Regions from separate parts of the Mus musculus genome. Here region 2 is linked to region 1. Evidence: chromatin contacts called from public targeted proximity ligation data. All regions are on one chromosome and are shown on one strand. The core of a region is the stretch at or near the end of the contact, and the rest is flanking DNA. Distances in the headings are between cores, read along the strand shown. Region 1 holds the start of Dmrt3 (doublesex and mab-3 related transcription factor 3). Region 2 holds the start of Rfx3 (regulatory factor X, 3 (influences HLA class II expression)).

Evidence for each region.
Region 2: a contact with region 1 is called in a targeted proximity ligation map of astrocytes, with 6 times the contacts expected there. A contact is called at or near these places in 2 of 39 promoter capture datasets (liver and pre-B cells) and 1 of 130 datasets of targeted methods (astrocytes).

The regions. Positions count from the first base shown.
Region 1 is chr19:25,608,381-25,613,231 of GRCm38.p6, forward strand. Dmrt3 (doublesex and mab-3 related transcription factor 3) reads left to right here and starts at 2,157. Exons shown (of 2, transcript NM_177360.3): 1 at 2,157-2,887. The coding sequence starts at 2,419.
Region 2 is chr19:28,009,627-28,014,586 of GRCm38.p6, forward strand. It overlaps Rfx3 (regulatory factor X, 3 (influences HLA class II expression)), which reads right to left and starts at 1,540. Exons shown (of 17, transcript NM_011265.3): 1 at 1,346-1,540.

The sequences.
Region 1 (4,851 bases), core at 907-3,406:
GAGTGTGTGAGTGGCACTGGGATAGGGTGGCTAGGTGACCCAGGAAGGAAAGGGGATTGCTTTGAGAATGAAAATGTCCCCTAAAAACCTGGTGCAGAACTCTGCTGCTCTCTTTCCCCAGAGAAACTAGTTACTCTTATTTTCCTGATCTGTTTCCCTGACCATTTAAAGAGAAATTCAGCTTCGATAAAAGTCCGTGGTCCTCGTCTTTCTTAGACGCACAGATTTCAGATTGAAACAGTACAAGTTCCCAGATTCGTGCCATTCGCAGAGCATAAAAAGTGATTTCTGTACCTTTCCCCCCTGTTTCGGGGCCCAAAGATCAACGCGTGACCCTTGTGCCCCGTCTCCACAATTTACAAAAGTCCTACTAGTTGTAGAGTTAGAAACTTGTTTTTCTGACCAAGGGTGGAAAGAGGCCAGGTTAGAAGGGTGGGGGGAAAAGGGCAAAAGCCAGGGGTACTGGTTCCGTGCAGTTTTGGGGAAATTATCTTGGAGATAGCATTCGTGTGCAAGGGGTTCCTTTCCAGTCCCAGCAGGTCAGCCCGGAACAACTATCAACTCCTCCACGCACCTGAAACCCGAGTAGCTAAGGGCATCGAGGGGGAAAAAAGGTACAAAGCTACATTTATATTCCGCGTTCAAAGCTCTCTCCCGGTTCCAAATCACTCTTCTGGGCAGAGAGCTTGCTGCTTGAACCTCGGACGACACAGTCCTAGAATTCACAGCAAACTCAAGATTGCCAGCGATGCTCTCTTCCTTGGCTGGCGGTAGGGCTGGGCACTGGAAAGCGACCTCCAGAAAGAGACTATGGTCTCTGTGCAGTTCAGGAGTCAGGTACCGCAGCAGACCCGTTTACGTTAACTTTCACCCACACAGTAAGAAGCGGAGCGCACGTTCCCAGGGGCCGCTAAAAGACCGTCCGGGACTTCCGTTGGCTCCTTCCCACTGAGTTGTTAAAGCGGTCCTGAGCCTACTTTATGCCTTGATTTTTGTTCGGTTGTTTTCTTGGTTGAGTGAAAAAAGGCAGCCTTCTCTACACGTACGTAGTAATACTCGACATTGGACAAACCAATACTGAAAACAAGCAAAGAGTATAAACGAAATTTATGCTGTAAAAAAAAAAGGCTTATGCAGTCTAAGGTTATACAGGAGACTCTTCATCGTCACGCAAAGATTGTTACGAGTAGGGTCTATTCCTTATTCTTAAGTAAAACACAGCGTCTGTGGGGATTTGAACTGGGCAATTCCGGACCTTGGCTGATTCAGTGGCCTTTGCGTGAACAAAATACCAGGTAACTTTGGGGCCACTAATGTGTCTTCTCCCTACACCCTCGGAAAGTTTAAACAGTGCTTAAGAAAAACATCCAAGAGAGCACTTGGCAGTCCAAGGCAGAGAGGTCATTCAAGGCAGAGATTGTTTATTTTAAAGACAAGAGGAGGTTAAGTAGAAAATTGAAGTTACCCTATAAAACGAGTTGTCTTCCTGAAGCCTGACAGATTAAAAAAAAAAATACTCATTTTTCTTCTGTAGCAATGAAAAAGAAACTAGATTGCAAAACCAAGCGAAGAATTCCCGAATCACTACTACCCCTCTTTTGATTCCTCTTGCCAGGTGGAGACTTTCCGGTTCTTGAAACCCGGTTCTCCCGGGGCCGACCTGCGGAGTACCCTCAATTCCCTCGCAAGCTCCGAATGGCTGAGGCCAAGGGTGGGAAGGAAAGCGGTCTAGGGCTCAGTGCTTCGAGGCCAGTGCTGGAGCGACGTGAGAGGGTAGGGGAGAGGCCTGCCGGCTGGCTTACAAACACCCACCCCCCTCCCCATCGTCCCCCGCCCCACACCCGGTCCGCCCAGCGCTCCCGCGGTACCGCAGCGGCGCAGTCCCTCCCGGCTCAGGAAGGGGTAACAGAGCGCTTGGCAGAGGGGGCTGTGAGCGCCCCCGCCTGAGAGGCCAGGCTGCAGGTGGCGGGGAAGGTGAGGTGCAGGAACCCGAGGGGTGCCTGCCAGGGAGGAGGAAAGCGCGTGGGGAGCGCAAGGAGGCTGGGACCCCGATTGGGGGGGGGGTGGCGGCGGGAGGGAGGAGGGACTGGGGGGGGAGGGTGGCGGAGGAGGTGCTGGGTCCAGTCTGCGAGGAAGGGACCAGGGAAGGAAGTGGCTCAGACCGTAATCAGAGCTCTCCCCGGCTCCTTGCAGCTGCTGGAGAGCCTCAGCGTGGGAGGACCTGCGGGTGGAGCCTGCGCCCCGAGAGCGGCGGGCAGAGAGGCGGCACGCGTGGGTACCGGCGGGCTGCGAGCGCCATCGGAGCCGGGGAGACTGCTGCCGTAGCTCCGGCCGCCGCGGACCTTCCGGGGCCTCCCGAGAGCGGGCCTCCGAGCTCTGTGCTCCAGCTCCCGCCGCCGGCCGGGGGGAGCCCTGGGCATGAACGGCTACGGCTCCCCCTACCTGTACATGGGCGGCCCGGTGTCGCAGCCGCCGCGGGCGCCCTTGCAGCGCACGCCCAAGTGCGCGCGCTGCCGGAACCACGGGGTGCTGTCCTGGCTCAAGGGCCACAAGCGCTACTGTCGCTTCAAGGACTGCACCTGCGAGAAGTGCATCCTGATCATCGAGCGGCAGCGGGTGATGGCGGCGCAGGTGGCGCTGCGCAGGCAGCAGGCCAACGAGAGCCTGGAGAGCCTCATCCCGGACTCGCTGCGGGCTCTGCCAGGGCCCCCGCCGCCGGGGGACGCTGCGGCCACCGCCGCTACCGCCTCGCAGTCGTCGCCAGCCTCCCAAGCGTCCCAGCCGCCCGCGCCGCCTCGTCCCACCGCGGAGTTGGCCGCGGCCGCCGCGCTGCGCTGGGTCGCGGAGCCCCAGCCCGGGACGCTGCCAGCGCAGCTTGCTAAACCAGGTGAGAGCGTCTGCGGCGCTGGGGTCGCGCTCCGAATGAGGGAGCTTCGAGGGCTCTTCGGGATCGTGGGGGAAGGCCGAAGACAAGTTTGTGGGAAGTGGACCTGGTTGGACCTGCCCCACCCCCACCAGGCACCGGTTCTTACTCTCCCGGAAAGGGGGTCTCGAGAGTCTGAAGCCGATGGAACCCAGGAGCCCGCCAGAGGGGCCAACCAGATCGCCTGGCTGTGTCCCTATCGTCAGAGGCTTTCCCCGGGTTGAAAGGGAACATAGCAGGTCAATTTTAAAAATAAAATGATGTCTTGGGGAAGACCGACTTTAAACACACCACAATGAGGAGGGTTATCCGGGCTGCGGGTTTTAGACGGGTGGGGGCTCTCACTTGGAGCGAGGGGGTAAGTAGGTGCTGGCTAGCAGTCAGGGCCCAGTGCTTTGCTGTTTCTAGGTGATTCTTGGCTTGGTCCGGAACAGGCGTTTTGTCTCTTACTTAAAGGAACTAGGAGTCGTTTTGTTTTTTTTAGCCAGGCTAAGAGGCCTCAAGACTTAGAATTTGAAAAAAAAAAAAAAAAAAAAGGCGCCTTTTAAGAACTCTAAGGAAAAGGCTCCAAAGTGAAGCTACTTAACTCTCTTTTGCTGAACTACTTCTTTGGTCCTTTATTGCCATTTCCCGGGCTGCTGTGGTGTGAAGAAATTAAAACCAAAACTTGGCCTACAGTGGAGAAAACCTAGCAAGTGCCTTTCCAGGATTTTGCGGGGTTGGCCTGGCCTGAAATAATGAGGGGCTTTCTGGCCATCTAGCTTCCCGCTGTTCAGATATGCTCTGATTTTGGGGATGGGTTAACAGGGTTCTGAGCCCTGACAGTGGGCAGACCCCGGTTTCTACTTAGTTCTCTCTTTCTGGCTCTTTCCTGAGTCCCTGAGTCCGGCTGCCCCTATTTTAAGCCTCTTCCTCTCTTTCCTCCGAGGAACCTCTAGCTTTACTCCTGGCCGCTCGCAGCCTCCTGGCAACCGGAATTCAATGGAGTTTGGTGTTTCCCCTTCACTGGGTAAACGTACAAAGGAGACAGGCCCATCTCCTTCGGAATGGGGTGTACTGGAATTAGGAGTGAAAGGTCCGTAGTTTTTCTGGTAGCTAGAGCCTCTGTCTCTACTTTCTCAGCTGCTCAATGACAGCTCTTGCTCTTCTTCAGAGAACCCCAGAGCACTGTGCTGAACTGGGGGTCTGGGGGGGCTACTCACTGTTGGTGTGTGGTGAGGTGGTAGGTAGCTTGGCCAGTTTGTCCTACCTTCTGGCTCAATTGTGCCCGGTAGGCCTGAAGTTCAGAAAGCAGTTTGCTGGCTGGGTTTTGTGGCTATTTAACAAGGAACATATAAGCATGTCTCAGAAGCACCGCCCCACGACCCTCATCTTATATTTGTGGATTTGACAGTAGAGAAACTAGAGCCTATTGTGGGAGGAGGGCTTGTCCTGAGAACAAGAAGGGGTGTTTGGTCTTAGTCCCAGAATTCCATGCTACCCACTTTTAATTTTCCGTTCCTGGTTTTCCTGGCTCTGGGAGTCCCCTGGACTAGAGAAGAAGAGGTCGAGTTAAAAATTCAACTTGCTATTTTACAGTGCCCAGCTGCCTATCAGCAGCTCTTAAAGAGCACTAACCTTGAGTTCTGTGGTCTCTGTCCAAGAGGGGACTCCTTTAGCATCGCGTGGTTCTCAACGGGTTGTCCTTCTCCATAGCCAAAATGTATAAAGAGCCAACAAAACCCAAAGCAAGGAGAAAAGGGGGTGGATGAGGGCATTGAGGAGGCCAAGTTGAGGCAGGAGGGCCCAAGCCTTAGGAGAATTAAAAGGGGCAAAGAATTTCAAGGGTGCTAACCAGGCACGGTGCAGGATTTCTCTCCTTCTATGTTCACGAGCTACTCAGAAGTAGCCTGAGCCTTCCAAATTGAGAACAAGTAATTGAGAGAGAG
Region 2 (4,960 bases), core at 290-2,789, 2.4 Mb after region 1:
ATGTTAAGTACACACATGCCTAGATCTTAACAGCCACAAAGAAAGTGAAATATACACACGTTTCAAGTTGAGAAGCTTCATACATTCTTTATGAACAACTTGACTTCAATTTCAACTCTCCAAGGGAAAGGAATAGAGATGAAGATGGGAGAAGGAAAAAAAAAAAAAAAAAAACTCTCAAAGTACCATAACTGTCACAAATAGCGTTGTGAACTGAGTTCTCACAAAGCTTCCTTATATCCTTTTCCTGTTCATCACAGACAAAGTCTAAACCACAATGAAAATTGTTAACACTCTCCTGTGGGGAGGGAGGTGCATCAAAGTGAAACAGAACCTCAGGACTACCCCTCCCATCTCCACATGAAGGATAAAGCGCTGTCAGTAGCCACTAACCAAAGTAGCACAGATGCCCTGCATCCGGTTTAAATCACAAGCACACACACACACACACACACACACACACACAAACCCGAAAAGGGGAGGGGGGAGAGAGAGAGAGGAGAGGGAGAGGAGACAGAGGAGAGACAAGAGAGGAAAGAGGAGAGAAGAGAAACAGAGAAACAGACTTAAAAAAAAAATCTCTCAAGAGCAGCAGAGGCCCCCTAGTTTCAATGTGTGTGCAAATGGGGGGAAGGGGGGAGAAGACTGCTGAATGGATATTAAGACTGTTTGCAGCACAAAGAAAAATACAGTTTTAAAAGAAAAAAAAAAAAAAAGAATCCCGTGAGGCCAGTGATGGTCAAATAAGTGCAGTCCGTTCAGCAGCAGGCACAGAGGGGCCGAAACGAAGGGAGCGGGCTTCGGGAAAAGTTCACCGAGGTACCAGGATAAAAATAACAAAACCCCCAACAAGGCCCCGCAAGTGAACAACAACCACCACAGCGCAGCACCTTTTGGGGACCCCCCCTGCTCACTGCTGTCTATTTCGATTTGGAAAGCAGCAGCCACCAGGCAGCTTTGCAAAGCAGCGAATTAAAGAAAGAGAGAGGGAGAAAGCGAGCCCCTTCTCTCCACCTGCCCCTCCTCCTGGGCGCCCGCGGACCTGGGGGGGACGCTCCAACACCCGCGACGGACAGCGGCGGCTTCCTAGCCCGCTCGCCCCGCAGCCCCGGCTCCCGCTCCATCCCCGAGCGCCGAGGCCGGGCGGGCAGGCGCGCGGCGCCCACACCCCCGAGCCCGCCGCGCGCGGGTCCATTGTAAACAAGCCCCCGGGACCGAGCCCCTCAAGCGGCCGCAGCCGGTGTCAGGAGGGAGACCCCGCACAGCCACGCTCGCTCGCACACACGAACACACGCACGGACACACACGCTCCCACACACATGTAGAGAGACCGAAGAATATTCACCTTGGCTGTGGATTATTGTGGTGTTGTTGGTGGGTGATGGAGATGGTGGTGGTGGGGAGGAGGAGGAGGAGGAAGAGGAGGAGGAGGAGGAGAGGAGTAGTTGTTGTTGATGGGTAACAGTCGCCAGGACTACGGTGACTATGGCGCTTGATTCACAAGGCAACGGTTGCTATAACTCACAAAAGAGAGAGAGAGGGAGAGAGAGAGGGAGCGAGGGAGAGGGAGACACTCGCGCGGGGAGGGGCGGGGGGGAGGGAGGAGGGGAGAGGGCGGGCCCGAGAGCGCCGGAAGAAGCGGCTTCGGCGCCGTGACTGACAGCTCGGAGCCCGGGCGGGGGGCTGCGGTCGGGATTCCGACGTCGGTTTTTCCCCCGAGGTGCGCTTTAAGACTTGGCGGGCCCGGGGTCAGGGCGAGTCTGCCTGGAGGAACGGGACGGAGGACGCCGGGGAAAGCTGAGGGTCTGGAGGCGAGGGCTACTTTCCGTCAAAGGAGCCCCGCCTGCCTCTGCCGCCAGCTCTGTGCCCAGCCGCCCCGCAGCCGCGAGAGGAAAAGCGCGAAGCCAGGGGAGGGGGAGTGACGACGGAGCCAACACTGTGTGAGACGCGCGCTACCGCGGAGGCAGACCCCACTTTGAAGAGCGGGCTCCACCCCGGGGCGTACGTCATTTCCTGGGCGGCCCCAGCTAATATCCCGGATGTGCTGCGCTCCTCCCCTCTCTCTCCTCTCTTCCCCCCGCCCCGCTCAGGTTTTTTTTTTTTTTTTTTTTTTTTCTCCCCTCCCTCTCCGTGGTCGCCAGTGTGGTGTTTCCCGGTCGGTCGTTTATGCCTCGCGGGTGATCCCTTTCCCAGACTCTCTGCGGCCGGCGCGGGCCTCCAGGGTCTCGGCTTTGCCCTCCCCTCCATCGAATTCCGCTTTCTCGCGCCTCCCGAGGCCGCGGGGTCCTGAGGAGCGCGGGCGGCGGGGTGTGAGCGGTGCTCCCGCCGCCATCTTAGGGAGCGAGAGCCTGGGCGCGCGAACGGTGACCCATCTCGCTCGGCGCGGCCGCTACCTCCCTGCGGAACCGAGACGCCAAGTTAGCACCCTGCAGGACCGGGAGGAAGTGCCAAGGGGAAGGGAATTCGAGCTTTCCGAGGATGAGGGTCCCTACAGGGGTGGGTTAGACCTTTCAGAGTAGCCCTCGGTAGGTCCTTAAGGGGCTCTACCCTTTCAGAGTTGACGGGATGGATCCCAGCTAGACCAATCGCCCTATTAGCTGGCATCGGTTTCTTAACAGCCTGGGGGTAGCTTGTTCTTGAGCTGTGTTGGACACGGGAACGGCTTCTGTCCATGGAGAACATTATTAGCACACAACCTGGCACCTCAAACTCGAGTTGATAAGGCACAGCTTCTGAAACCTCATGGTTCAAGCATATTCGTCCAATTCTCCTCATACTGGAGTCCAGCAGGCACGTGCCCCCAGGCCCGCCAATACCCAAAATCTCCCAACATTTGCAGCTAAGCAGCTTATCCAAGACAATAACATACTGGAAGTAGAGCCTTAAGAAGTCAGTTCTCCTCTTGAGGCTTAATTTTTGCACCGGCACATGAGGGATTTGGGCCAGCATGAGTTCCCTGTTAAAATAAGGCTGAGCTCTCTTTCTGTGCCCCAGACCTTGTGCTAAGTGTTTTACATACATTATCTCATTTAATCCTGACACCTGTTCTATTGGATACATAATATTCTCATTTTAGGGAAAACAAGCCGTCATTTTATCTTGCCTCTCTGTGCCATGAAATGCTAGGTAAAAGACATTTTAGAAACCAACTATTAGAACAATAGATTTAGCAGTAATACTGTAAGCTTTGATAATTTCATAGTTATAATGAGTTCTATTCTTGGTTATAAGTTATAATATAGTAGTTAATAAGAGAAAGAGAAAAAAAAAAAAAAAAAAACAAGCCAAGGACTAAAGTTAAAACAGGTCGTGGTGATAGCCAAAAATGACACCGTGGTACCCAACAGCAGTTAAAACTCTTCACGATTGGAATAGTCCTTTTGCAACGTTTACAGATCAAGTCCTCAGGAAAACGTTTGGGACTGCTGACTGGCACCTCAAGGCTCTGAAGAGCTTTGCTGGCGCAGCCCTATTGTCTGTTAGGTTCCCCATCTCCCCACTGTCAGCTGTTGCTCCTTACCGCTGTCAGTGAGCACCATTCTATTATTCCCCCCACCCTTTTAATTTACTGCTTTTAATCTGCACGAAAGGAAACCACATAATGAAGCTTGGGCAAAACTGTCTCAAGGGTATAAATAGATACTTTGAGGCAGTGTCCTTTAGGAAGAGTGTGACCTTTGCGCTTAGAACATTGTAACGTCAGTTTCAAGCAATTTAGAGACTTCTTTATTCCTAGCTTCTGGTACCATCTTTTTATACTCTCAGGATGCATACTTTTATTTGCATGAATTCTTACTAAGTCAGGATATTCTCCCTTTTATGACAATTGGAGGTATGTCTTTTAGTTCTAGTAAGGTTAATATATAAATTTCAGTGTTGCCATTATACTAATTCAAAACACCAAGCTACAATGCAAGCAATAGAATGCAAAGCATGATAGATTATATATGCATACATATATCAAATCCTTTTGCTACTCAGTAGTTCTGACAGGAACTCTTTTCAGCTCATTTTTACAGCTGTGTGGTTGTATCTTCATATGTATCATACAGGTAGATCAGAAATAACTTTTTAGGGAGCCTTAGGAAACACGCAGCATGGTCTTAACAGCTATTGCTTTTTACAATGAAAAATATAATCGTCATTCAAAAAGGTATTTTACATTCCTTGACAATGCAATAAATTGTCAATGCAACAGCTTTTTGCTGTATTCCAGAAATGATGCAGACATAGTTATCTGTACAATGCTCAGTTGTTCTGTGAATTTTAGTTGTTTCCTTTAAACTTTGTTTCCACTGTAAGGTTGTAGTGATTGTGAGAGGCATAGATGAACACATTTGTGTCTAAACCACTTGAAGAAAAGAAGCCCTGATTACCTATGTATATACTGTACAAATTGCTATAGCATATTATTAAGGGTAAATTTTCAACATCATCGATTAGGATATTTCCTCCTATGGACACCTACCACATATTCAAGAACTAATGAAGAATTCCAACGTCATGCGTAAAAGAAAGCAAAATATGTATGCAAAGATAAAATACTGACATCCCATGACATTGCTTCAAAAAAAAAAAGTGGAGTTTTGAAAACGTATGCTATAGCTTACAAAGCAGAAATTGCCCTGCTTTAAAATCTTCCATTAGACTACATGTTTTCTTCAGTTGAGACACACAACAGAATCTTATTCTCAAATGTGAAATGAAGTTTTCCTTTCTGCTATGTTTTCCTAAGTGCTTATGATATGCCCACTGCTACTGAATCATGATTGCTAATTGATGTTTCTGGATCTGAGATTCAGTGGACATGTGATAAATACCAAAAGTGACAAGAGAGACCCAAGTGATTCAGACACTTTCTAACTGTCTTCTGGGGTACCCCACTGAAAGCATGCTTTGATTCTGAGAAAAAGTGTTTTGCTAAATTTGTCTTTCTAATTGTGTTTTCATTAAGCACTAC